Linked DNA regions of Mus musculus: all the other regions are linked to region 4. A link is a contact called in public ChIA-PET and HiChIP or PLAC-seq data. All regions are on one chromosome and are shown on one strand. Each heading gives the region's core, a stretch centred on a gene start, on an enhancer-like site or on the middle of the called end of the contact. The rest is flanking DNA. Distances are from core to core; before and after follow the strand shown. Region 1 holds the start of Dpm3 (dolichyl-phosphate mannosyltransferase polypeptide 3). Region 2 holds the start of Muc1 (mucin 1, transmembrane). Region 3 holds the start of Sema4a (sema domain, immunoglobulin domain (Ig), transmembrane domain (TM) and short cytoplasmic domain, (semaphorin) 4A). Region 4 holds the start of Msto1 (misato 1, mitochondrial distribution and morphology regulator). Region 5 holds the start of Lmna (lamin A). Region 6 holds the start of Arhgef2 (rho/rac guanine nucleotide exchange factor (GEF) 2). Region 7 holds the start of Ssr2 (signal sequence receptor, beta).

Region 1 (3,394 bases), core at 763-3,262, 350 kb after region 4:
CTTTCACGCAGGCAGAACACCAATGCATGTAAAATAAAAATTAATAAATGACTTTTTAATTGAGGCCAGGATGTGGTGGTGCACACCTTTGAACCCAGCAGGAGGCAGAGGCAGGAGGATCTCTGTGAGTTTCAGGCTAGCCTAGGCTACAGAACAAGAGGTCCAGGACAGCCAGGGCTACACAGAGAAACCCTGTCTCAGGGAAAGGAAAGAAAGGGGAAAAAAGAAAACGGCACATTTTACTCTTGTCTGTTGTCTCAGTAACATGTTTTTTGTTTTTGTTTTATAAATAATAATTGTTGATTAACATTGAAGGCTTTGAGGAAATAAGGGTTTGGTTTGTTTCTCTTTTATTTTACATGGATGGGTGTTTTGCCTGCATGTATGTCTGAGTATGTGTCTGGTGCCTCGGGAAGTCATAAAGTGTTGTCAGACGCTCTGAAACTGGAGTTACAGATGGTTAAGGACATCATGTGGGTGCTGGGAATGGAGCTCAGAGGATCCTCTAGAAGAGCTGCCAGAGCTCTTAACTGCTGAGCCATTTCTCCAGCCCCTCTGGATTCCCTTTTGACATACCAAAGTAAACTAAATTTCCAATCCAGCTACAAAGCTTTGAACAATGGGTCTTTGAACATTTGTTAATTTTTATTTTATGTGCACTGGTGTTTAGCCTGCACGTGAGTCTGTGTGAGGTCTTGGAGTTACAGTCTACTTCTGTCCCCGCTTTGTGATTTCCAAGTGGACCCTCAATCCACTCAGACTAGATTTTTTTCCCTTTAAATCAGGGCCTTCCTTATGTAGTTCATGTTGGCCTTGAACTTGGAGCAGCCCTGCCTCCTGAGCCTTGGGATCATGTGGATGTCCTCAGGACTTTTTCACTCCTCATTTACTCGTTTTTCCAACAACAGAATTGCTTTAAGGAAGGTTTGGTAACACACACATTTAATTCTAGCACTGGGAAAGCAGAGGCAGGAGTAACAAGGGTTCAGGGCCATCCTCAGCTACATCCCATGCTCTAGGCCAGCCTGGAATACATTACATTAGACTCTGTCTCAAAACAAAACGAATACCAACCAGGCTGGAAACAGCTCAGCTGTTAAGTGTGCTTGCTGCTCTTCCAGAGGACCTGAGTTTGGTTCCTAGCTCCAGTGTCAGACAGCTCACAACTACCTGTAACTCCAGCTTTTCTGGCTTCTGCAGGCACCTAAATGTATCCAGTATACGCTCAGATAGACACACATATGCACACATAAATAAAGATTTAAAACCCAAACAAACCAAAAATCAAGCCAAAGAAAACCCCCTTGTTTTATTTAAACTGTTATTGCTACCTAAAGGCAACCAACCCCTTTTTATTAAAAAAAAATTTTTTTTTTATTTTATGCACATTGATGTTTCACCTGCGTGTATGTCTGTGTGAGGGTGTCAGATTCTCTGGAACTGGAGTTACAGGCAGCTGTGAGCTGTCATGTGGGTGCTGAGAATTGAACTAGGATCTTCTGATAGAGCAGCCAGTGCTCTTAACTGCTGAGCCACCTCTCCATCCCCTAGCAACCAACCCTTTATCATATCCTGTAATGGTCATGGTCTTCTTTCTTCTTCTGTTGAATTGCCCTGGAATCACAGGTATATGGGCCTGTGATTTGCAGTTCAATTTGACATGACCAGCCTATTTCTTCAAGACAGGATCTCAGACTGGAGTTCAAGTTTATTCCGGGTACTCTGTAAAATCCTGTTTCAAAATATAAAAGGGCTCAGTGGTTGAGAACTTGCCTAGCAGGTGTGAGGCGGCCTGTTCATGTTTGCTGATTGATGGGTGTGTTGGAAGAATGCTTGAATAATTGAATGAGTGGGCTTTCTGCACTGGAGAATCTAGTTTAAGGGGGGCGATGTAACATTCCCATCTTAACGCAGCGTTTCGGGGTATCCTCCGATTGTCCACAAGTTCCAGCCGGTATCGATGTGGGTCTCCAGAACAAAACGGCAAAAACTCTTCTGAACTCAGATTTTCGAAGAGCAGTGTATAACCAACCTGGATCTGAGCGCGGCCGAAATTGTCCTAAGAACTACAGTTCCCAGAAGGCAGCCCGGAAAAAGGGCGGTAGTAGAAAGGGACTTCCGGATGCTGATGCGGGCCTTGTCAGCGCGGCACACGGAGGTACGCTTAGGTGGCGGGCAGAGTGGAAAGACGGAAATGGGTGGCGGAGACTGGGAATAAATGTCAGATGCAGAGCGGGGATCGGTAGAAAGAACCCTTAGCTTTGATTTTTCTCCCTGCAGCCAACATGACGAAGTTAACACAGTGGCTTTGGGGACTGGCTCTCCTGGGCTCTGCCTGGGCTGCCCTGACCATGGGAGCACTGGGCTTGGAGTTGCCTTTCCCCTGCCGAGAGGTCCTGTGGCCACTGCCTGCCTACCTGTTGGTCTCCGCTGGCTGCTATGCCCTGGGCACGGTGGGCTATCGCGTAGCTACATTTCACGACTGCGAGGACGCTGCCCGAGAGCTGCAGAGCCAGATCGTGGAGGCCCGAGCTGATTTAGCACGCAGGGGGCTGCGCTTCTGACACCTAAACCCATTCCAGTCTGGACATCTTTCCTCATTCCGCATTAAAATGCAGTTTTATTTTCTAATCTTGTGTAGTTTTGAGTATGGAGGATAGCGGTGGGGTGGGGGGTGGGATGGGGATTCTATATACTAGAGGTCAAGAGGTGAGGGGGCAGGAGAACCACCTTACCAGGCCTTACTTAGCTTTGCATTTTGATGGTGTTCTGTTCCCTTCTCAAGATTTTTTTTCTGTTTGAAATAGGATGCCATGTACCCTAGACTGGCCTTGACCCCAGCCATATGGCTGTGGATTATCTCGATTCTAACGTCTCTAATTACAGGCTAAACCCACCATGACTAGACTAGTTTATGTCATGCTGGGCTTCAAACTTGGAAGTCCACAACTGAACTATATCCCCAAAACAGGTTTGTTTACTTGTGTATATGGTTTTAATATATATGGTTTTAATAAGTAGTTCAACCTGGCTTACAACCAACCCTGTCGTGCTACCCAGGCTGCCCTCAACCTGTGGTCCTCCCGCTTCAGCTTCAACCTTGGAAGTGCTGCGAGGCTTCCCATACAAGGCTGCGCAGGAAGCATGGGTCCCTAACTTCCTTCCATTCTTCACAGCTTTCAAGTTGGTTGTTTTTTTGTTTTGTTTGTTTGTTTTTTGAGACAGAGTTTCTCCATGCAGTCCTGACTGTCCTGGAACTCACTCTGTAGACCAGGCTGGCCTCGAACTCAGAAATCCGCCTACCTCTGCCTCCCAAGTGTTGGGATTAAAGGCGTGTGTCACCACTGCCAGGTTTCTTTTCTTTTTAAAAGGACTTCCTGGATCTTTCTAACTT
Region 2 (2,988 bases), core at 38-2,537, 320 kb after region 4:
GCCTGGCATCCTCAGTCCGCGCTACTGTGAACCCAAAGCCCTCCCCAAATTCAACTGTTTCTGCCCTTCAGAACACCTTTCGTTTCTCCCTAAACACACACACAAACACACGGGTTTGCCTTGTTTCGAGTGCTTGTTCGCCCCAAATATTCCTTTCCCAGATACATCTCAACGTTCTCATGTTCCACGATCGGCCCACCTACTTAATCTCTTCCTCCTCAATATCTAGCTACCTAGACATAACCCGTCCTACACCCCACCCCCCACCATTCAATGTCATCACACAACTTGATGCCCCCCCTTCCAGATACCTTGGGGCTCCAACCACTTTTACCCTACCCGCAAACACCATCCCCAGAAGTCTAGTAGCCCAATTAATGACCCTTGCTTCTCCCCTACAGTGTGCATTCTTTCCTATCTGTCCGAGGCATTGATTCTTTTCGCCAAGGCACAATTAACTTCCTTAAGTTAATCTGTCTCAACTTGGGCTGTGCTGCCAAACTATCGGCTGGTGCGAGTACGCCGCGCGACGCTCGCGGTGACCACTAGAGGGCAGGCGTTTCCGGATAGAAGGGCCGGTCAACCTGCCACTCAAGGTGGAGGGTTGGGTAGGAAGGACCTTAGGCTTCAGTGGAGCCCAAGTTTAGTCCTTTTTAAGTGGAAATTTCCCCCACCGCCTTTCTCGGGAGAAAGCCAAAGAGAGACCCAGGCTACTGGAAAGTCTGGCAGGGGCGGGGATTGTGGTTTTCAGAGTACCGGGAACGGCTAGAAGGGCGGGGCTGTTCCGGGAAGTGGCGGGGGGGGGGGGGGTTCGGGGAGGGAGACTAAAACTAGCGACCTGTCCACTATTATCCAGCCCCCTTATGTCCTCTCAACTTGTGAGAAGTGGTGTTCAAGGACCCGCAGAGAGAATAGGAAAAGGGATCGGGGGACCTAGGGATGGACTTCCCATGTCTTGCTGTCCAGGGCCTTTCTGTGTTTCCTTTCCTCTTCTTGGCGGTCACTCTGGGACTAAAACCAGAGCCAGGGGGCCCCAGGTTTCCTCCACATACACACCTGGGGTAGTCAAGGAGCGGTTGGTAAAAGTGGGAGGCCAGATGGAGAAAAAACAGGTTGTCATAAGGTTGAGTGATTGGAGCCCAAGTACCCTACACAGGAATGACTGGGGGGGAGGAGGAGGAAAAGAATAGGGGAGGGGGCGGAGTTTTGTTACCTGTCACCTGCTCTGACTGTGCCTAGGGCGGGAGGGGGACTGGTATAAAGCAGCAGGCACCAGCCCTGTTCCACCTCACACACGGAGCGCCAGCCTTGAGTTTGTTTTCTAGCCCCTTCCCGCCTGTTCACCACCACCATGACCCCGGGCATTCGGGCTCCTTTCTTCCTGCTGCTACTTCTAGCAAGTCTAAAAGGTGAGAGGCGCAAGGTGGGGAGGGGCTGCGCTGTTCAGGTGGGACTCCCAGTCTTTCTGTGGAGTTTGCTTACTGGTAGATTATGAGAGTCATAAATGGCCATCCATACAGGTATGGCCCAGTATGTGCCAGGGGGGAAAAGAGGCTAAGGAAGGAGGCTGAGAAGAGGTGACCCCTCAGGAGAGTGGGCACTATAGTAGGCAAATAATACTCTTTGTGGGGAGTAGAGAAGAGAGGCTGTGTCAGGAGAAGTAGCTCCGGAGTGGAAGAATGGGGCCGTGTGCAGTGGTTCCAGTCTATAGTTCCCACACCCTGGACGCTCAGGTTCACAGAGAGTTCAAGGCCAGCTTAGGCTACAGTATGAATACTTGTCTCAAGTAGAGGAATAAATGAGCCAGAAGCAGAGGTGAGACCTCTGCTTAGGGAGGGAGGCTGTCAGGATGAAGGCAAACCAGGGGCTACCTGATGCTAACATGATCCCCCTTCCTTCCCCGGTTACTTTGTTTTCAGAGTTTATATTTTTCTTCTTGCTCTGATTTTTATTCATCAACCCAGTAGGTTTTTTTTTTGTTGTTGTTGTTGTTTTGTTTTTTTTTTCTTCAACTTTGGCTCTAGCCGGAACTAAAACATCACACATGTTATCCAAAGCGACCCAGTGTCCAACTCTGTTGATTAGTGCTGCGCTGCTGTGAGCATAAAAACAGTTTACCCCTAATCTTCCACTCTGGTTCAGGTTTTCTTGCCCTTCCAAGTGAGGAAAACAGTGTCACCTCATCTCAGGACACCAGCAGTTCCTTAGCATCGACTACCACTCCAGTCCACAGCAGCAACTCAGACCCAGCCACCAGACCTCCAGGGGACTCCACCAGCTCTCCAGTCCAGAGTAGCACCTCTTCTCCAGCCACCAGAGCTCCTGAAGACTCTACCAGTACTGCAGTCCTCAGTGGCACCTCCTCCCCAGCCACCACAGCTCCAGTGAACTCCGCCAGCTCTCCAGTAGCCCATGGTGACACCTCTTCCCCAGCCACTAGCCTTTCAAAAGACTCCAACAGCTCTCCAGTAGTCCACAGTGGCACCTCTTCAGCTCCGGCCACCACAGCTCCAGTGGATTCCACCAGCTCTCCAGTAGTCCACGGTGGTACCTCGTCCCCAGCCACCAGCCCTCCAGGGGACTCCACCAGCTCTCCAGACCATAGTAGCACCTCTTCTCCAGCCACCAGAGCTCCCGAAGACTCTACCAGTACTGCAGTCCTCAGTGGCACCTCCTCCCCAGCCACCACAGCTCCAGTGGACTCCACCAGCTCTCCAGTAGCCCATGATGACACCTCTTCCCCAGCCACTAGCCTTTCAGAAGACTCCGCCAGCTCTCCAGTAGCCCACGGTGGCACCTCTTCTCCAGCCACCAGCCCTCTAAGGGACTCCACCAGTTCTCCAGTCCACAGTAGTGCCTCCATCCAAAACATCAAGACTACATCAGACTTAGCTAGCACTCCAGACCACAATGGCACCTCAGTCACAACTACCAGCTCTGCACTGGGCTCAGCCACCAGTCCAGACCACAGTGGTACCTCAACTACAA
Region 3 (3,032 bases), core at 329-2,828, 460 kb before region 4:
GTATATGTGGCACTTCCCCTGGGGCATTTCCTGGAACTAAAGGTGTCAGTAACCGAACAGCCTCCTCAAGAAACCACCGAGGCTGGGTGAGCTGCTAGGATCCCTTCTGATGCCCAGTCTCCTGGACAGGATCTGGCCCGGTGTGACCTCTGCAGTTGGCTTGGGCCCTCCAGCTCCTCAGACAATCTAGAGCGAGCTTTAGCTTTCCAGCTCCTGGTACTGAAAAAGCAGTCAGGAGTTTAAGGCTCCTTGCTTAGTGACTGACATTTGAGGGAAAGAAAAACCACTGAGTTGGCAGAAAAGGGTCACAGTGACCCTTCCTTCCCTTACAGATCAACTTGTGCCTCAGGTGGCCTCTTCTTCTCCCAGCCCCTCCCAGGCTCCCTGGCATCTCTGTTTCTTCGTGCCATTTCGTCCCCTCTGGCACACCCTTCTCCTTCCTCAGCCCCTTCATCTCTATGGTGCCATCCATACCTCCCAGGTACTAGACACTTACCAGCATGGTATTTGACTCTGGGCATGGGCCCCTGACCACCAGTCCCAGAAGCAGGTGGCAGTGATGGCAGCAGGAAGAGTTGGAAGAAAAAAACACGCAGGAGACTCCATGAGTCCTGGCCCAGGGATGGTAGGGCCATGGTCAGCCTGAGATGGTCACCAGATGGTTCTGAGGAAACAGGCACTTTCTGGGTTAGCCATGCTTACCACACCCTTCCTGAGGGCCAATAGGAGAGCCCCAGGGGGCAGAAGTTCCTCTCTGGAAGGGCCCTCAGAGTCTCACTTCCATCCATCCCCAGCCTTGAAGGTGCCTCCTGCTGCCCTCTGCATAGGGTGCTGCTGTGGCCCACGCTGTGCCTCTGGTCACCTAACCATTAAAAAAACTACCTTGCCATTTCTCACCTGACTCACAGAAAAATTCCTTTCCACTTTGCCCCCTCAGCATCTCCTGGCCCCGTGCTCCAGAGCTCTGATCATCTCTGGCCCTGGGCAAAGGTCTTCTAGGGAACTAGTTCCTGTATGCAAAAGGTAGATTTCCCCAGGCTGGCCTGTGCTGTGACACCTTATGCCCGCTACTCACCCCAACCCAGGCAGACAGCCTACCCTCTCCTCAGCCCCCAGGGGCTCTGACTCTTGCTTAATCGGGCCCATCTAGCCTTCTTCTTAGGGATAGGGGCGTGCCAGTTTATCTACCACTGTGGTGGGGCTGCCCTCTGTATTTCCTGGGAGTGGCCTGGGCAGGAGTCCTTGGCAGACTCTCAACTTCTCCAGCCCCCCTGTCTGCCTCCCCAGAGCTCCGCAATCAGCCTCCCCCATGGCCACTGAATGCAGGTTCACACCCCTCCCCCGCCCCCGCCTCATCTCACATACCCTTGAGCCAGCCACACTGAGAAGTCCTGTGTTCAAACCCTGAATCAGGGTGCCATCCGAGGCAAAGAAGGGGGTCCAGGCAAGGCAAGCAGGCTCAGCCTGGCTGGAACGGGCGCGCGGCCCTCCAGGCACCCATCCTGCCAGAGCCAGTGTGGGTTTCAGGCCAGGGAAACCAGAATTTCTACCTCGAGTTGTGACAGATCCTGGCTGGCTTGGGCGGAAGTTGGTGGATCAGGGCGGGGAGACTGGTGGAGTGTGGGAGTGGGGGTGAGGCTTGAAGGCCTTGCAGGAGACACACCTCCCTCCCTCCTTAGTCTATCCAGAAATTAAGAGTTCCTTCCCGGCCAGTTCAGTGATGCCCTTGTTTCTCCCGCACACCACTTCCAGTCTAACCAGCCCAAGCTGCAGACTCCTCTTGCTCAAGAGAGCTCGGTATGACACCGTCTCTCTCCTATTCCTTCTCTCTCTGACCCCATTGTGGGGTTCCCCCACTGCCACATACTGAGACCTCCCGACCTCCCACACCCAGTAGGACCACATTCTTGAAAGATAACACGTTTAAAGCTGGCATGGTGGCGAGGCATACCTTTAATCCCAGTACTCGGGAGGCAGAGGCAGGCAGATCTCTGAGTTCGAGGCCAGCCTGATCTACAGAGTGTGCTCCAGGTCATCCAGGGCTATACAGAGAAACCCCGTATCAAAAAAATAAAAAATAAATAAAAATCCTACATTTGTATTAGTTTTTTGGTTTTTCCCTATGACTTTGCTGAGGAAGCCCTAGTAATTTGACGTCTCAGTGGGAAATTGGAGAAATTCCCCATTTGAACGCGTGCTTCTTGGGATACGCTTTGGAGCTGAAGCACCCAGCTGGCATGGTGGCTGGTTCCTCCTCCCCAAAGGTTCCAGGAAGACCTCATAACGCAGGGTTAATGAGTAACCAAGGGCTCCTAGGCCAATAAAGAGTGGTTGGGCTGCTGCCCACTCTCCCGGGTCAGCTGACTTCAGGTTAAAGAGCACAGTGACCCAAGCTGGTCTACCTCCAGGACATACCCTATCTTCACTGTAAACACCATCCTCACTGCCAGGATGGTCCCCACTGTAGGCTGTCCTCCACCCTTCCAGTTACAGCTCCTAGACGGAAAGCATTCCTCGGTAGAGCCTGCTTGGCCTTCCCTTCATGCTTTCCCCTCTGCTTCCGTTCTCCAGTGTGGCCCAGGAGCTGGGCTCACACAGACCCTCCTGATGGCTTCATCTGTCAAAGCTTGCTAAGACCCGCCCCCCCCCAAGCTCTCCGTTCACTGTGAGGACTTTGCCAATCTCCCTGTGCTGACACAAACTTCTGAGTCTCCTTGACCTCTAGATCAGGCTTGGGAAGCCACCACCTCAGGGCCTCTCTTTGGAGACAGATTGGCCTATCTGGGTCACAGGGAGGAGCTGTGACCAGAGGAGCAGCTCCAATGCCATCCTTCTTTACTCTCTTCCTGTCCCTGGGCGTCCTCAGGAGACCAAGTGCTCTCCCAGGCCCTCGGACAATGTGAGAAGCTCACACTTGGGGCTTCAGGCTTCCCAACTTCAGCAGGCAGGCTCCACTACAGTCTTGCTGCACAGAGAACAGAAGTGCAGCAGGGGTGACTGGACAGCCTGACGTCCATCCATCTACCTCAGAC
Region 4 (3,249 bases), core at 239-2,738:
GCTGTGAGCTGCCTGATGTGGACCCTGGGAACTCAATGCAGAGTTCTGGAAGAACAGGTCCGACTCTTAACCTCTGAGCCAGTTTCTGGGTTCCCGCCAGTTCAGAGACAACGGTGCTTTTTCCAAAAACACTACTCTATGGCATTTACAGTGACTAGACACCTTTTACTGTGCATCGGAGAGCCACTGTGCTTGTAGCAGGTTTAAAGGTTTGGGACAGAGCCCCACCCCTCGTCATCACCTCTGCACTCAGAAGGCCCTGGAGGTTTGGGTTCTTTGGTTGGGCGTCATCTCTGTGTGTGCTGAGCTTCCCCTGCCTGAAAGAGTAAGAGTAAGCAGAGTTCTCCAGCCGTCTATGTACACACAGTGGGCCATGCTCACAGGAGCGGTACTTACCACGCTACTGCAGCCTCTAGCTGTCGGTCTCTGTAGAGGTTACCTTCTTCTTTTAGAGTGTTCAGACTACCTGCCCAGAAATGAAAGGCAAGGTTAAACCTAGGGGGTCATGTGATCAAGACTAAACTGATCACCTGTCAGGGAATATGGTGTGGCAGTTCCTCTCTACCTAGATGAGGTGTCCCTTTGTAGCCCTGAGTAGTTTCCAACAATACAGACAAATTGGTTTTGAACTCAGAGCTTCTACCTGCCTTGGCTGGGATTAAGGGCGTGCCCAACTACATGGCACTTGGATATACATTAGATGGGACAGGGAATATGGAATCCATCCTTCTCTCAAAAGCTGTGGTCCAGCCGGGCAGTGGTGGTTTACGCCTTTAATCCCAGCACTAGGGAGGCAGAGGCAGGCGGATTTCTGAGTTCGAGGCCAGCCTGGTCTACAAAGTGAGTTCCAGGACAGCCAGGGCTATACAGAGAAACCCTGTCTCGAAAACAAACAAACAAAAAAACAAAACAAGCTGTGGTCCGTCTGTAGGTGTGAGTGCAAGCAGCTTAACATTATACTGACAATTCCAGAGCCAGATCCTGAAGTAAACTTGCCTTTTCGACATCGTCGGGGGTTGTGCCCGATCCGGTATCTGAAGTGAACTGATGCTAGGGCCCTCGCACGCCACACGGGAAAACTTGGCTGAGCCCACCATCGCCTCACCTTTCAGATCCATTAGGATGAGTCGAGGCGTATAGGTTTCCTGGCCATGCAGTGTCCGGCCTGTTCTGTACAAGACGTCGGGGCACAGCTCGCCTGGCGACTCTTCGTCCTCGGCCATGCGTCCCAGCGCAGCATCCTGTAGGGGTCACAGGGCTGAGCGGAGGGGGAAGAGGGGCAGGGCCGGTACTGTCTGCGGGGAACGCCGGGCTGCCGCTAGGTGCCTGACCTGCTGGTTCCACCAGTGCGCCCCCACGAAACCCGCGAAATGTCCCAACTGCAGCGTGAGCACCTCGCGGGCCCCGCCCGCCATACCGCCGCTGCTCTTGGGCACTCCACTGCCGCCGCGGGCCCATCAGCCGGAGGGGGCGGCTCCCGCGCGAGCACGTGCTTTCCCGTTGGCCTCCCGATTCGTTGGTCTCCGAGGCCGCAGCTCACGCCCCGCCTCTTCCTCTTCTTGGAATGTAGGAAGCTGCCGCGATCGGCTGTTGTCTCTCCGTTCCTTCTGCGCCTCAGACTGTGGCGGGTCTGGCCAAGGTCATGGAAGGTTCTCTCACCTGCTTCTGTCTCTCTTCGCGCAGATGCCCCTCTCCTGTAGCTAATAATTCACGCGAGGGGATAAAAAAAATCTGAGGGGGAATTCGACTCCTCTGGATCCTCCCACTCACTTCCTTTTCCCATCTCTAATGTCCCAGCCCTGCTAAACCAGTGGGCTGGCCCCATGGTTCGGTTTCTGTTAGGTTCTGGGGAAGATTGTAGTCCCTTTCTCGCGTGTTCATGTAGTTTGATTGTACTTAAGTGCTCTTTTCATTTATTCTTTGACTTGGTTCGTTATTTTTATCTTTTTGAGATGGATTCTCAGTATGTAACCCCTGGCTGGCCTGAAATGACTGTGTAAAGCAGGCTGGCTTCAAACTCAAAAGAAATCAAGCCTCCACTTCCGGAGTGCTGGAATCAAAGGCCGTGCCACTGATAAGGTTGGGAACAGTCTTTTGTTTGCTTGTTTGTTTGTCTTGAGACAGGGTTTCTTTGTATAGCCCTGGCTGTCCTGGAACTCACTTTGTAGACCAGGCTGGCCTCAAACTCAGACATCTGTCTGCCTCTGCCTCCCAAGTGCTGGGATTAAAGACGTGTGCCACCATACCCGGCTGTGGGAACAGTCTTTTATGTTTTTATAAACGTTTGGCTATCCAATTTGTAGAGCGTTTCCAAGCCGCATGTGATGGCTGGAACCTGTAAGCCCTCCTAGGATGCGGAGAGAGATTATTCATCCTTGGCTCCGAAGCAAGTTGAAGGCTCACCTGACTGCATGAGACCATATCTAAGTTACAAAACAAACAAAACAAATTACTATTCCAAATGGCTTGCTCTGTTTCTTTTGGACCATCTAGTATTCACTTATGAATAAAATAAATGGGTCCAGGCAAAATCCTCGATGGGTTAAGGGGAGCTTGGGAGCTGCCAAGCCTGCAGACCAGAGTTCTAACCTGAGCACCCACAGGGTAGTACGGAACCAAATCCCTAGCTGTGTACATTATTCTGAACATAAGCACATTGCTAGTAAAATACTTAGAAAAATGCATCATATAGAACAGTATTTTAAAGAATGACTGCCTTTTAATTTTGAGATTTTTTTTTAGATTTATTTCTTTTTTTAAGATTTATTTATTATTATAAGTAAGTACACTGTCGCTGTCTTCAGAGACACTAGAAGAGGGCATCAGATCTCATTACAGGTGGTTGTGAGCCACCACGTGGTTGCTGGGATTTGAATTCAGGACCTCTGGAAGAGCAATGAGTGCTCTTAACCTCTGAGCCATCTCTCCAGCCCCTCTTTTCTTTCTTTCTTTTTTTATTTTTCGAGACAGGGTTTCTCTGTGTAGCCCTGGCTGTCCTGGAACTCACTTTGTAGACCAGGCTGGCTTCGAACTCAGCAATCCGCCTGCCTCTGCCTCCCAAGTGCTGGGATTAAAGGTGTGCGCCACTACTCTGGGCCCTGTTTATTTCTTATGTGAGTACACTGTCCCTCTCTTCAGACACACCAGAAGAGGGCATACATGTGTTCCAGATGGTTGTGAGCCACCATGTGGTTGCTGGGAATTGAACTCAGGACCTCTGGATTAGCAGTCAGTGCTCTTAACCGCTAA
Region 5 (2,986 bases), core at 103-2,602, 410 kb before region 4:
ACAGAGAGGGCCCAGACTGGGGTGTCCCCGACTCAGGCATAACAGAATTTCCAGAGCCATTAGCTTCTGTGCCCGGTCTCCCTCCCCACCCTCCCTTGCATTCCTCGACCAGGGAGGCCAAGGGCTGTGGGAGCTGCGGGGGAGCAGATCTCCTGGTGTGCTTCTGGTGGGCCTGAGAGTCTAGGAAAAGCTCCAGACATTCTCAGCTCCTAGAAAGAACCAGGAGAAGGCCGTGCTTACACAGCCATGGGAGAAAGGGGCTATGCAGCCTTGGTAACTCCATTACAGTACCACTGGACAAATGTCAGTGTGGGCGCTATGTCTTAGTGGACATCATGTGTTCAGAGCCACGTTGGGCAAGATTGGCAAAGTGCCAAACCTACCAAGAAAGTTCTAATAAAACCCTTTCACCCATTCTGATGTGTCCCGGGCGGCGTTCGGGAGTTCCAAGACCTGGTAGAGCCTGTTCTACCTTCCTCAAGCCCATCCCCCAAGCTCCAAATGACTGAAAAATCCCACCTTGACAGCATAGGCCCTGTCACCAACGCTACTTGGTCTCAATGCCCCCACCACTCTTTATATCCCCCACCCTCTCACAGAGACCCCCTCCCTTCTATGTCCTATCATGTCTATTACCCTTGGCACTGCCAGTCACCCGCGGGAGGCAGTTCCGGGGAGGGAGGGGACTAGATGGCCAGTTACAGGCGACTGCTGCCTCCCTGGTGCCGGCCGGCCGGGCCTCACTCACCGAGCCTTCAGCTCCTTGAACTCCTCACGCACTTTGCTCAGCTCTAGCTGGAGGCGGGCGCGCTCCTTGGCCACAGAATCAAGGGTCTTGCGGGCATCCCCCAGCTCGGCCTCGTAGGCCGCCTTGATGCCGGACACCTCTCGGCTGACCACCTCTTCAGACTCAGTGATGCGAAGGCGCAGCCCCGCGTTCTCGGTCTCCAGGGAACGCACGCGATCGATGTACACGGCCAGGCGGTCATTGAGCTCCTGCAGGTCCTCCTTCTCCTGCAGCCGGGTGATCCGAGTGGGCGACAGTGGGGTAGAGCTGGCCTGCGCCCCACTGCGGGTGGCGCGCCGCTGTGACGGGGTCTCCATGGCCGGCAGGGTGACAGTGCTGCCCGCTGGGCAGGGGTCCCGAGAAGGGCGCGGGACTTGGACAGAAGGACAGAGGCTGCTCAGGGGGACAGCGAGCCGGCGAAGCTCGCTCCTGGCAGGCGTGGAGATCTGGGCTGGGCGCTGGCGCACCTCGGGATCTGGGTTGGCTGGTGTTGAGGCTGAGGCAGCGTTCCCGCGAACACTGAGTCACTGACAGCCAGGCAGAGGCTCTAATAGGCCCTCCTCTACAGGGGGTGGATCCACTGCTCTTAAAGGAGCCATCCTGTACCCAAAGGGGCGGGGGCAGGTATGGTGAGGAGGAGCCAGCATGCCAACCCTCACTCTGCAGAACACCCCTTTCTGGCCTGGGGCTTCACAATGTTGGTTCCTGCCTACTCAACTCTAAGCTTGCCTTTGGCCTTCTGGAGTAAAGAGCAGAGCCAAAGAATTTGAGTGGGTGGGCAAAGGGTAGTGGTGAGGGACCAGGGGAAGTAGGTGCAAAGTGAGGGAGAGGATCAGGCATCCCCAGAGAGCCAAGGAAGTTGGGGGGAGGGCTGAAGCTGCTGCCCATCAGTGACTCACCCCACTTCCACCACTGGCTCCCCTTTCCTCAGTAGTAATAGTGAGTCACCTCTCCCCCGCGCACAGAAGCGGCCAATCCAGGAGAGTGGAATGGCAAAGGAATGGCTGTGTTTTTAGGTAACTGAGGGATTACTTTATGCCCTCAAATTTGGGGGCAAAGATCAAGGACCTCGGGAAAAAACAAAAAACAAAACCCAAACCTATGCACTTCCCTTATATTTTTGGCTTTAAAACCAAACATTGGGTTTTAGATCTAAGAAATAAGCCTCAGTCCCCAAGAGAAGGCCAAGAATAGAAGCCAGAAGTTGGCCCCGCCCACTCCCCCCTCCCCTTTCATTTGGACCTAGACAGCTGGAAAAAGGGGCTGCTGAAATCCCTCGTTTCAGCCCCTTTCTTCAGCTCACTCCACCCAACCAAATCCAAGACTGTACTTATTTTTTTCCAGGACTGTACTTATTTTAATGGATAATTTAAAACAGATACCAGAGCTGTGCTGTGCGTGCATTCAGCACATGGCCAGGACACCAGGTTCCAGATTTTTGTGGCTTCGAGAAGGGCCTGAAAAGAGGAACGGGGTCAGAGGGTTGTTAATGCAGGGTCTCCATCCTGGTTCCATCTTAAACGGTGTGAGCAAGAACAGCAAAGCTACCCCCTCCTCAGCCACTGCATGCCTGTCTAGCCAGTTCTGGGTGGGCCCTGACTAGATGATCTCCCAATACAGTAACCTGGTCCCCTGGTTCCATGTCCCGGGGTCTCCAGCCTCCATCAAAGACTCCCGATCAGCTGTCTAATCCTCTCCTGTAACCCTAGCCTAAGCCTTACTGGCCCTGGCATCCCCTTCTGCCATGTTCCTTCCCCTTTTGCCATGTGCTTTCCCCTGTCCATTGCTGATTAGCTTGCAGTTCCTGCAGGTCCAGGCAGTGGGCTTGAGTTGGGACTCTTAAGAGATTTTGTTGTTGCTGCTGCTTTTTTTGTTTTTTTTTGTTTTTTTTTTTGTTGTTGTTGTTGGTGGTGGGGGGGGGGTTTGTTTTTTTGTTTTTTTGTTTTTTTCTTTTTTTGGTTTTTCGAGGCAGGGTTTCTCTGTATAGCTCTGGCTGTCCTGGAACTCACATTGTAGACCAGGCTGGCCTTGAACTCAGAAATCCACCTGCCTCTGCCTCCCGAGTGCTGGGATTAAAGGCGTGCGCCTGGCGCTTTGTTTTTTCAAGACAGAGTTTCTCTATGAACTTCTGGCTGTCCTAGAACTCATTTTGTACACCAGGCCAGCCTCGAACTCAAAGATCTGCCTGCCTCTGCCCCC
Region 6 (3,479 bases), core at 5-2,504, 290 kb before region 4:
AGGCTAAAATTGGCACTCTAGGAGTGCAGGGCTGGGCTGGAAACCTGCAGCCCTAACACCACCCTCCCTGCCCCGCTACCGAGAAGAACAGAGCAGAAGCTGGTGACAGTGGCTGGGCCTCATCTCCCTCCCTCTTTCTTTTTTCTTTCTTTCTTTTTTTTTTCGGTGTTTTGAGACAGGGTTTCTCTGTGTAGCCCTGGCTGTCCTGGAACTCACTCTGTAGACCAGGCTGGCCTTGAACTCAGAAATCTCCCTGCCTCTGTGCAACACCACGCCTAGCCATCTCCCTCCCTCATTACCACACACTTTTGGGACTAGATTAGGTAGTACCCTAAATTTTTACAAAACTTTGCCCCAGGGTGCTCAGGTTTTTACAGAGAAATCGGAGACCTTGATAGGTGGAAACGGAGCAGACTGGAGAATTTCCCCAGTGGCAGGAAACTCAGGTTGACTCAAAGGGTCCAGAGAAATGAAAACCCACCCACACTCCTCAGCAAGCTCAAACGTTTCCAGACAGGGCCAAGTTGTTTCTATAGTCTCCTGTGGCAGAGAAAACTGGTGTCAGGACACAAGGAAGGATTTCCTCAGCTAGCCTCAGGAAAGGTGGAGCCTTCTCACCTTCACTGCCAAAGTAATTGGCAGAGGTGGGGCTGAGAAGGATGGTCAGAGTGTGGTCCACAAGGCCCAGAGGGGTGAGAAGCTGGGCGGGGGGTGGGGGGGGGTGAGGGGAAAACCCTCTCTTGTGGACTCCTAGCTTTTGGAAAGGAGTCCCCTTCTTCACTCTTTTGGGGGAGTGAAGCCTGTTAACGATGAAGCTTCTAGTTCCCCTTTCATTGCCCCCTCCCTCTTGTCATACCAGTCCAACATTGTAAAAGCGGTCTGTGTACTCAAGCCTGTTTGATGAGTGAGCCCTTATGGCTAGGTCTCCCAGTTACCGATAAGGTGATAGAATCCCCTTAGGGTCTTTAAAGAGTGAAGTTACCCGGAATGGGCGCCGGTGTTTTTCAAGGACAGCCGAGCTAAGGGAGGTCGCTGAGGTCAGAGAGTGTTCCTAAGCGCTAAAGGGAAAAGGGATCCTCGAACCTGTCCCAAGGACCCCTGTCCAGCAGACTGCAGCGATACTAACCCCGGCGTCCCGTCCGGTGCGCGGGTACCCCGCCCTGCCTCCGCTCCGCCTCTCCCCTTCCTGAGCTCGGGTGGGGGAGGAGACTAGGGTTTGAGGAACTGGTGCTGGGTGCAGGGGCGAGGGGACTCAGACTTCCTGTCCCCGAGGCCGACGCGTGCGGCCGGACCCCTCCCCCGCCGTTGCTGGACACCCGGGGCCGCCGCGTCCTCCCGCGGCTCACGCTGGATTATGTCTCGGATCGAATCCCTCACTCGCGCGCGGATCGACCGGAGCAAGGAGCAGGCAACCAAGGTGGGCTGGCTCTGCGACCGGGCGCCCTGCCGACCTCTGGGCCTCCGCCCCGCGTCCCGCGTCCCCCCGCCCGCTCTGGGGCGCCCGAGTCCGCGCGCAGCGGCCGGACGGGGTGGGTGGGGCTGCGAGCGCGTGAGGAGGGGGCTGGAGGACCGCAACGTGACCCGCGTCTCCAGCACCCGCGCAGCTTCTGTGCGGGGATCTAGGAGAGCTGAGCTGGGTTACCAGTGGTTCGGCGGGACCGAGTGTTTTGGGCCGCTCGGAAGAAAGTTGCTCCGGTAAGGGATCGAGCGGGAAAGAGGGGCGAGCGTGTCGGGTTCCTAGGGACGACGCTCTTGGGCACCCCTTTCCGCACCCCAGTTCCGGGGGTTGCTTGCGGCCGTGCCCGCTAGCGCCGGCTCGGTCGTTCCCCCTTTGTCCCCACCAGCGGGTGGAGGGGGCCGGAGGGGGTGTTTTCCAAGCTCCCTCCCCCACCTTCCCGCCCCTCCAAGACAAAAGTCAGCTCCTCCTCTTCTTGCGGATGGACTTTCCAGCTGTGATTCAGTTCTTGCCTGGGGTAGGCGGGTGGCTAGGGGTCAAGACAGCAAGCGGCCGCCCATTTTCTCCGCCAGGCCAAACCGATCCATCAGGTGAAGCAAGCTGCCTTTGTGTCGCTGGGATGCCTTCTCACATCCTGAGCGTCTCGGTGCCAGGACCCAGAGTAGTTCCCACCCTTATCTGTTTCATCAGCTTCCAGGCTCCTGGTTCTCCAGCCGCCTCGGTTAACCCAGTTCCCCCACTCCCCTCAGCCATATTTCGATTATCGCCTCGGCTTGGGGGCCCTTCACCTGTCATCTGGAGTCTGGCTGTGTAATTATCAGCACACTCTGCAATACGACCTCTCCAGCACGCCTTTACAAGTGTCCTTTATTCCTGTCTTTGTATTCAGACGCCCTCCCAAATGCCATGACTTTCCTCACCTCAGCTCACAGGAAGTGGTGAAGCCGAGGAGGACTTGTAGATGAATAAGTGAAGCCAGGGGGGCCTGGTTCAGGCGGACGGCGCCTCCCTGTACCTCAGGACACTCACATTATAAGGCTCTCTCGGAAAGCAAAGGCAGGAAGGGCTTTAATCTTAATCCCTGTCCTTAGCGAGAGCGTAATGACCCTCCCGCAGCCAGCCAACCAAGCAGATCATTTTCAGGCTGGAAAGCCACTCTGCGAATGGAAAGCTGCCCTCTCCCTTCCTCCAAGGTTCCAGGCTTTAGCTACTTGCTTTACTGCTACACTGGGAGAAGGTCGGTAGGGGTGGAGAGCCTCGGGGGCGGGAAGCTCAGTTTGAGGCTTTTTGTAGGGTTTCGGGATGGGAGTCTGCTCACCGGAAGAAAGCTAGCAGGGCTCTGAGCAGCTCCAGGGTGAGGTGACTGAGTGTGAATTGTGGGGTGGCAGACAGGCTCTTAACAAACCCTAGCGACAGGCCAGGCCCCAGCTCCCAGAGTCTGTTTATTTTTTCAACCGTTTGAGCGAGACCCTGGAGTAAAGCCAGGGTGGGTGGGGGGAACTTTTTGAAAGCACGGAAATTTGGTTCCACCCTAAAAAGGAAAGCCACTGGGGGGGGGGGGGCAGGAGAGGCAGACCTGTGGGGCTGTACGAAGACATCCTCAGGGGGCCTTTCTCCAATCCAGACACCTGGCATCTCATCCCCTGTTTTTCTTTTTTTCTTTTTCCATAACACAGTAACTGGAAATCCAGACTCCTGGCTTTTTTATCTTTTGACTATGCTATGGAGAAGGGATCAGGGAATCTGACTGGTTTCCCAGAGACCAGTGAGTGGTTCTGAGAGGGTAGAGAGACCAGGGGAAGGAGGGAGGTTGTCAGTTTGAGCTGGTCGGAAGGGGAGGGACACCTCCGGAAAGCTGTGGTTACTGAAGTGGGGGAGTTGGTTCCTAGCCACGAACCCTGGATCTCCCCCCCCCCCCCCAGCGCACCAGCTGTCTCCTTTCTTTTTATACTGTGCTGGGAAGTCGAGGGGCCCACTGGAAATGAGATTATTTGAGGAACGTGGTCTTCCCCGATACCTACGA
Region 7 (3,288 bases), core at 489-2,988, 330 kb before region 4:
AACTAGGGTGAGGATCTTATACCCACACCCACAGTGACACACCCATTCCAACCAGGTCATACCTATTCCAACAAGGCCACACCTTCAGATGGTGCCACTCCCTGGTCCAAGGATATACAAACCATCACAGTTTGGTTTTTGTTTTTTTGAGAGACAGGGCTTCACCCTGTATTCTTGACCAAGAGACCGAGCTCAAAAGAGCGAACACGTGGAAGCAGGAAGTGCAATTGGATTTTTTCCTAGCTCAGGTGATAGCTGTCTTTTCTGACCTCCTCGAGCACTGGGCATACACATGGTGCACATATGTACATGCAGGCAAAACACTCAAACACATAATAATAAAGTATTCTAAAAAAAAAGTAAATAGTTGTAAGAAGTCAATCAAGCCAGGCAGCCATGGCGCACACCTTTAATCCCAGCACCAGAAGGCAGAAGCAAGTGGATCTCAGAGTTCAAGACCAGCCTGATCTACATAGAGTTCAGGTATATAAAGAACCCCCTCCCCACAAAAAATGGGGGGTAGGTCAATCAAAGGGTTAGGCATTGTTAGCATTTTGTTTAAGCTCCACCCCACAGTTACCTGGCAACAGCCAGGTGTGCCTGACTCACTATAAAAGGGGCTGCTTGCCCCTCCTCTCTCTCTCTCTTTCTCTCTCTCTCTGTCTCTGTCTCTCTCTTTCTCTCTCTCTCTCTCCACTCTTTCTTTCCATGAGCTGATGGCCAGCCTCTACTTCTCCCTCTCTCTCTCTCTCTCCTAACTCTCAGCTCCTCTTCCCATGCCCTGAATAAACTATTCTATACTATACTGTCCTGTGGCTAGTCCCTGGGGGTGGGGGGAAGGGATGCCTCAGCATGAGCCCGCGGTGGCATTCCCTAACCCCACACCTTACCACACATCCACCAAACACATTTCCTCTCCTTATCTTTTTATAAACACAACAGGCATGGTGACACATGCCTTTAATCCTAGTTTCACTTAGACAATAGAAGCCAAGGGATCTCTTGTGAGTTCTAGGCCAGTCTCAAAAAAAGAAGAAAAAAAAGAAGCATAGGGTGTCTGTCCCAGGAGAGCCAGGCGCAGTGGGAGAAGGTTCTCTCATCACCCCACCAGCATCTATAGTAGTGCCAGAGCACAGAGCAGGTGCAGAGTAAACCCATCCTGGATGTAAGAGTGCTACAGAAGGGATGTGGAAGAACTCTCCTGCACATGTGCTATAAGCATGTTTACATGTTCATGTGTTTATGCACATGTGTGTGTGCACATGTAGAGTTCAGAGGAGAACTTGTCGGTGCCCTATTAAATGGGTCCAAGGATTCAAACTCAGGTGGGCAGGCATGGTGGCAAGTGCCTTTACCTGCCGAGGGGTCTCTCTGGCCCTGTTTACTAGTTGTCTGAAGTCTCTATAAAGTGCTAATTACATAAGGCAGTGACTAGCAGCTTGGAAATCTAAGAATTCAAGGAAAGGCTATATCAGCTACTTCAGCCTTAAAACAAAGTCGGCGACTCTTTGAACTTTGAAATTGTGCCTATGCAGCTTATTTCGTTTTAGTTTAAACAGAGGGGTTTTCCATGGGGTAAGCATTAATGAGAAGAAATTGGAGGACACACAGGAAAGAGTCAAGGACTCTAGGTAACTCAACTCCTTTGGGGTATCAGCCGCCATAAAGGGGAAGGTGGGGCTTGTTTCAGAACTACAACATCCATAAGGCACAGGAAGGGACATCAGGGTTTCCGGTCAGATCCGTTTCCGGTCTTTCGGAGGCTGACGTTGTTTTCCGGTTGTCTGTGGCCCAGGGAGGCGTTTGGGGTGCTCACGGTGAGTCTGGGAGACGCAAGAGCGCTGGGGTCCCCGCTGACCCCGCCTGGCCGGCAGCGCGGTACACACTGCTGTGGCTTGGGCTCGCGGCTGCGGACCTGGCGGCGGGGCTGGAGTGTGGCGCCGCACAGGCTGCCTGGCTGGCAGTGTTTCCCATGCTTGGGTCGATTGCTCACTTTGCTTTTTTCCAAAGATGAGGCTGCTGGCGGTTGTGGTGTTGGCTCTGTTAGCCGTCAGTCAAGCAGAAGAAGGAGCCAGGCTTTTGGCCTCCAAATCATTGCTCAACAGATACGCTGTGGAAGGGAGGGACCTGACCCTGCAGTATAACATCTACAACGTCGGCTCCAGGTAACGGCCTAGAGTTCGCCAGCTTCCTTCTGAATTCCGAGTTTCCACGTGGGCATAGAGAACGTTTTGTTGGGGAGTGAATTCTCTTTTGGAGTCCTCCAGTATCGAGTGCAGTGTGTGAGTGAGTGAATGAATGAATGAATGAATATACTAGAGGGCTTACCTTTGTCGGGTGCTTTTTGAAGGTGAAGACATCCTTAGGTGAATTACAAGAAACCACTTTGGGGTCTCAGAAGGCTTTCAAAGGCAGGGATAAATTCAGCTTGTGAAAAAGGAAATGCAGACACAGAGTGTACATCTGTCCTCTTACCTCGGGTGCGGACTCCCAGCTTTCTTCTTTCACTTACAATCACTTTTTTTGTTGTTTGTTGTTTTTCAAGGCCGAGTTTCTTAACTGGCTGTCGAAGAGTCCACTCTTAGACCAGGCTGGCCTCAAACTCACAGACATCTGTCTGTCTCTCACACTGCTTCCCGAGTGCTGGGATTAAAGGCATGGGCCACCACTGCTGGCTCCTATGAGCACTTTTTTGTTGTTCTTTCCTTTTATATATTTTTCCATTTATATCTTACTTCCCCTGTCTAGAATTAGAGCAAGATTACCTTTGGCAATTCACTTCTGAGCAACAGAATCCAGGCCTTGATCTGGATTCTTCAAAACAGGCCCAACTTACTATGGGGGTTTCTTTTGACCAGCAGGTGGATTTTCCAGTCAGTTCCCTTAGTTTTATGTCCCTCACTCTTATTTACTATATGTAAGTACACTATAGCTGTCTTCAGACACTCCAGAAGAGGGCATCAGATTTCATTACAGATGGTTGTGAGCTACCATGTGGTTGCTGGGATTTGAACTCAGGACCTTCGGCAGAGCAGTCGGAGCTCTTAACTGCTGAGCCATCTCGCCAGCCCTGTCCCTCACTCTTTATTTCCTCTGCTTTCCAGCGCTGCATTAGATGTGGAATTATCTGACGATTCCTTCCCTCCAGAAGACTTCGGCATTGTCTCCGGTATGCTCAATGTCAAATGGGACCGGATTGCCCCGTATCCTTTTTTTTAATGGGTGGTGAGGGCTGGGGGAGGAACATTGCCTGGAAAACATCAAGGGGGCTGCAAACAGACTGGATGT

The links. ChIA-PET counts read pairs in DNA pulled down with a chosen protein or histone mark. HiChIP or PLAC-seq counts read pairs in DNA pulled down with a chosen protein or histone mark.
Region 1: an H3K4me3 HiChIP or PLAC-seq map of bone marrow-derived macrophages shows a contact between it and region 4, with 2.9 times the contacts expected there. The contact joins the promoter of Dpm3 here to the promoter of Msto1 in region 4. A contact is called at or near these places in 1 of 39 promoter capture datasets (erythroid cells) and 3 of 115 datasets of contacts at active chromatin or transcription factors (bone marrow-derived macrophages, memory CD8 T cells and pancreatic cancer cells).
Region 2: a contact with region 4 is called in a FOXA1 HiChIP or PLAC-seq map of pancreatic cancer cells. The contact joins the promoter of Muc1 here to the promoter of Msto1 in region 4. A contact is called at or near these places in 9 of 39 promoter capture datasets (3T3-L1-derived adipocytes, the HPC-7 cell line, HPC-7-derived erythroid cells and 6 more), 2 of 484 Hi-C or Micro-C datasets (the C2C12 cell line and bone marrow-derived macrophages), 3 of 115 datasets of contacts at active chromatin or transcription factors (large pre-B cells, memory CD8 T cells and pancreatic cancer cells) and 2 of 9 other capture datasets (adipose tissue and liver).
Region 3: a contact with region 4 is called in an RNA polymerase II ChIA-PET map of memory CD8 T cells, with 73 read pairs. The contact joins the promoter of Sema4a here to the promoter of Msto1 in region 4. A contact is called at or near these places in 2 of 115 datasets of contacts at active chromatin or transcription factors (memory CD8 T cells and pancreatic cancer cells).
Region 5: a contact with region 4 is called in an HNF4G HiChIP or PLAC-seq map of pancreatic cancer cells. The contact joins the promoter of Lmna here to the promoter of Msto1 in region 4. A contact is called at or near these places in 1 of 39 promoter capture datasets (liver) and 1 of 115 datasets of contacts at active chromatin or transcription factors (pancreatic cancer cells).
Region 6: an RNA polymerase II ChIA-PET map of memory CD8 T cells shows a contact between it and region 4, with 109 read pairs. The contact joins the promoter of Arhgef2 here to the promoter of Msto1 in region 4. A contact is called at or near these places in 3 of 39 promoter capture datasets (cranial neural crest, frontonasal cranial neural crest and neural stem cells), 12 of 115 datasets of contacts at active chromatin or transcription factors (the 230-238 cell line, the SCID.adh cell line, craniofacial prominence and 9 more) and 3 of 9 other capture datasets (adipose tissue, liver and pancreatic islet).
Region 7: an H3K4me3 HiChIP or PLAC-seq map of bone marrow-derived macrophages shows a contact between it and region 4, with 3 times the contacts expected there. The contact joins the promoter of Ssr2 here to the promoter of Msto1 in region 4. A contact is called at or near these places in 4 of 39 promoter capture datasets (cranial neural crest, hippocampal neurons, liver and 1 more), 1 of 484 Hi-C or Micro-C datasets (B cells), 5 of 115 datasets of contacts at active chromatin or transcription factors (astrocytes, bone marrow-derived macrophages, embryonic stem cells and 1 more) and 2 of 9 other capture datasets (adipose tissue and macrophages).

What each region holds. Positions count from the first base shown.
Region 1 is chr3:89,264,449-89,267,842 of GRCm38.p6, forward strand. Dpm3 (dolichyl-phosphate mannosyltransferase polypeptide 3) reads left to right here and starts at 2,013. Exons shown (of 2, transcript NM_026767.4): 1 at 2,013-2,158; 2 at 2,281-2,631. The coding sequence starts at 2,286. The coding sequence ends at 2,564.
Region 2 is chr3:89,227,769-89,230,756 of GRCm38.p6, forward strand. Muc1 (mucin 1, transmembrane) reads left to right here and starts at 1,288. Exons shown (of 7, transcript NM_013605.2): 1 at 1,288-1,409; 2 at 2,143-2,988. The coding sequence starts at 1,352.
Region 3 is chr3:88,454,183-88,457,214 of GRCm38.p6, forward strand. It overlaps Sema4a (sema domain, immunoglobulin domain (Ig), transmembrane domain (TM) and short cytoplasmic domain, (semaphorin) 4A), which reads right to left and starts at 1,579. Exons shown (of 15, transcript NM_013658.3): 1 at 1,366-1,579; 2 at 497-664. The coding sequence starts at 635.
Region 4 is chr3:88,912,462-88,915,710 of GRCm38.p6, forward strand. Msto1 (misato 1, mitochondrial distribution and morphology regulator) reads right to left here and starts at 1,489. Exons shown (of 14, transcript NM_144898.2): 1 at 1,332-1,489; 2 at 1,106-1,241; 3 at 397-466; 4 at 242-317. The coding sequence starts at 1,415.
Region 5 is chr3:88,502,000-88,504,985 of GRCm38.p6, forward strand. It overlaps Lmna (lamin A), which reads right to left and starts at 1,353. Exons shown (of 12, transcript NM_001002011.3): 1 at 749-1,353. The coding sequence starts at 1,104.
Region 6 is chr3:88,619,905-88,623,383 of GRCm38.p6, forward strand. It overlaps Arhgef2 (rho/rac guanine nucleotide exchange factor (GEF) 2), which reads left to right and starts at 1,255. Exons shown (of 22, transcript NM_008487.4): 1 at 1,255-1,417. The coding sequence starts at 1,355. It overlaps Gm20652 (a long non-coding RNA gene), which reads right to left and starts at 1,201. Exons shown (of 2, transcript XR_375820.2): 1 at 1,127-1,201.
Region 7 is chr3:88,577,870-88,581,157 of GRCm38.p6, forward strand. Ssr2 (signal sequence receptor, beta) reads left to right here and starts at 1,739. Exons shown (of 6, transcript NM_001356317.1): 1 at 1,739-1,817; 2 at 2,011-2,165; 3 at 3,105-3,203. The coding sequence starts at 2,011.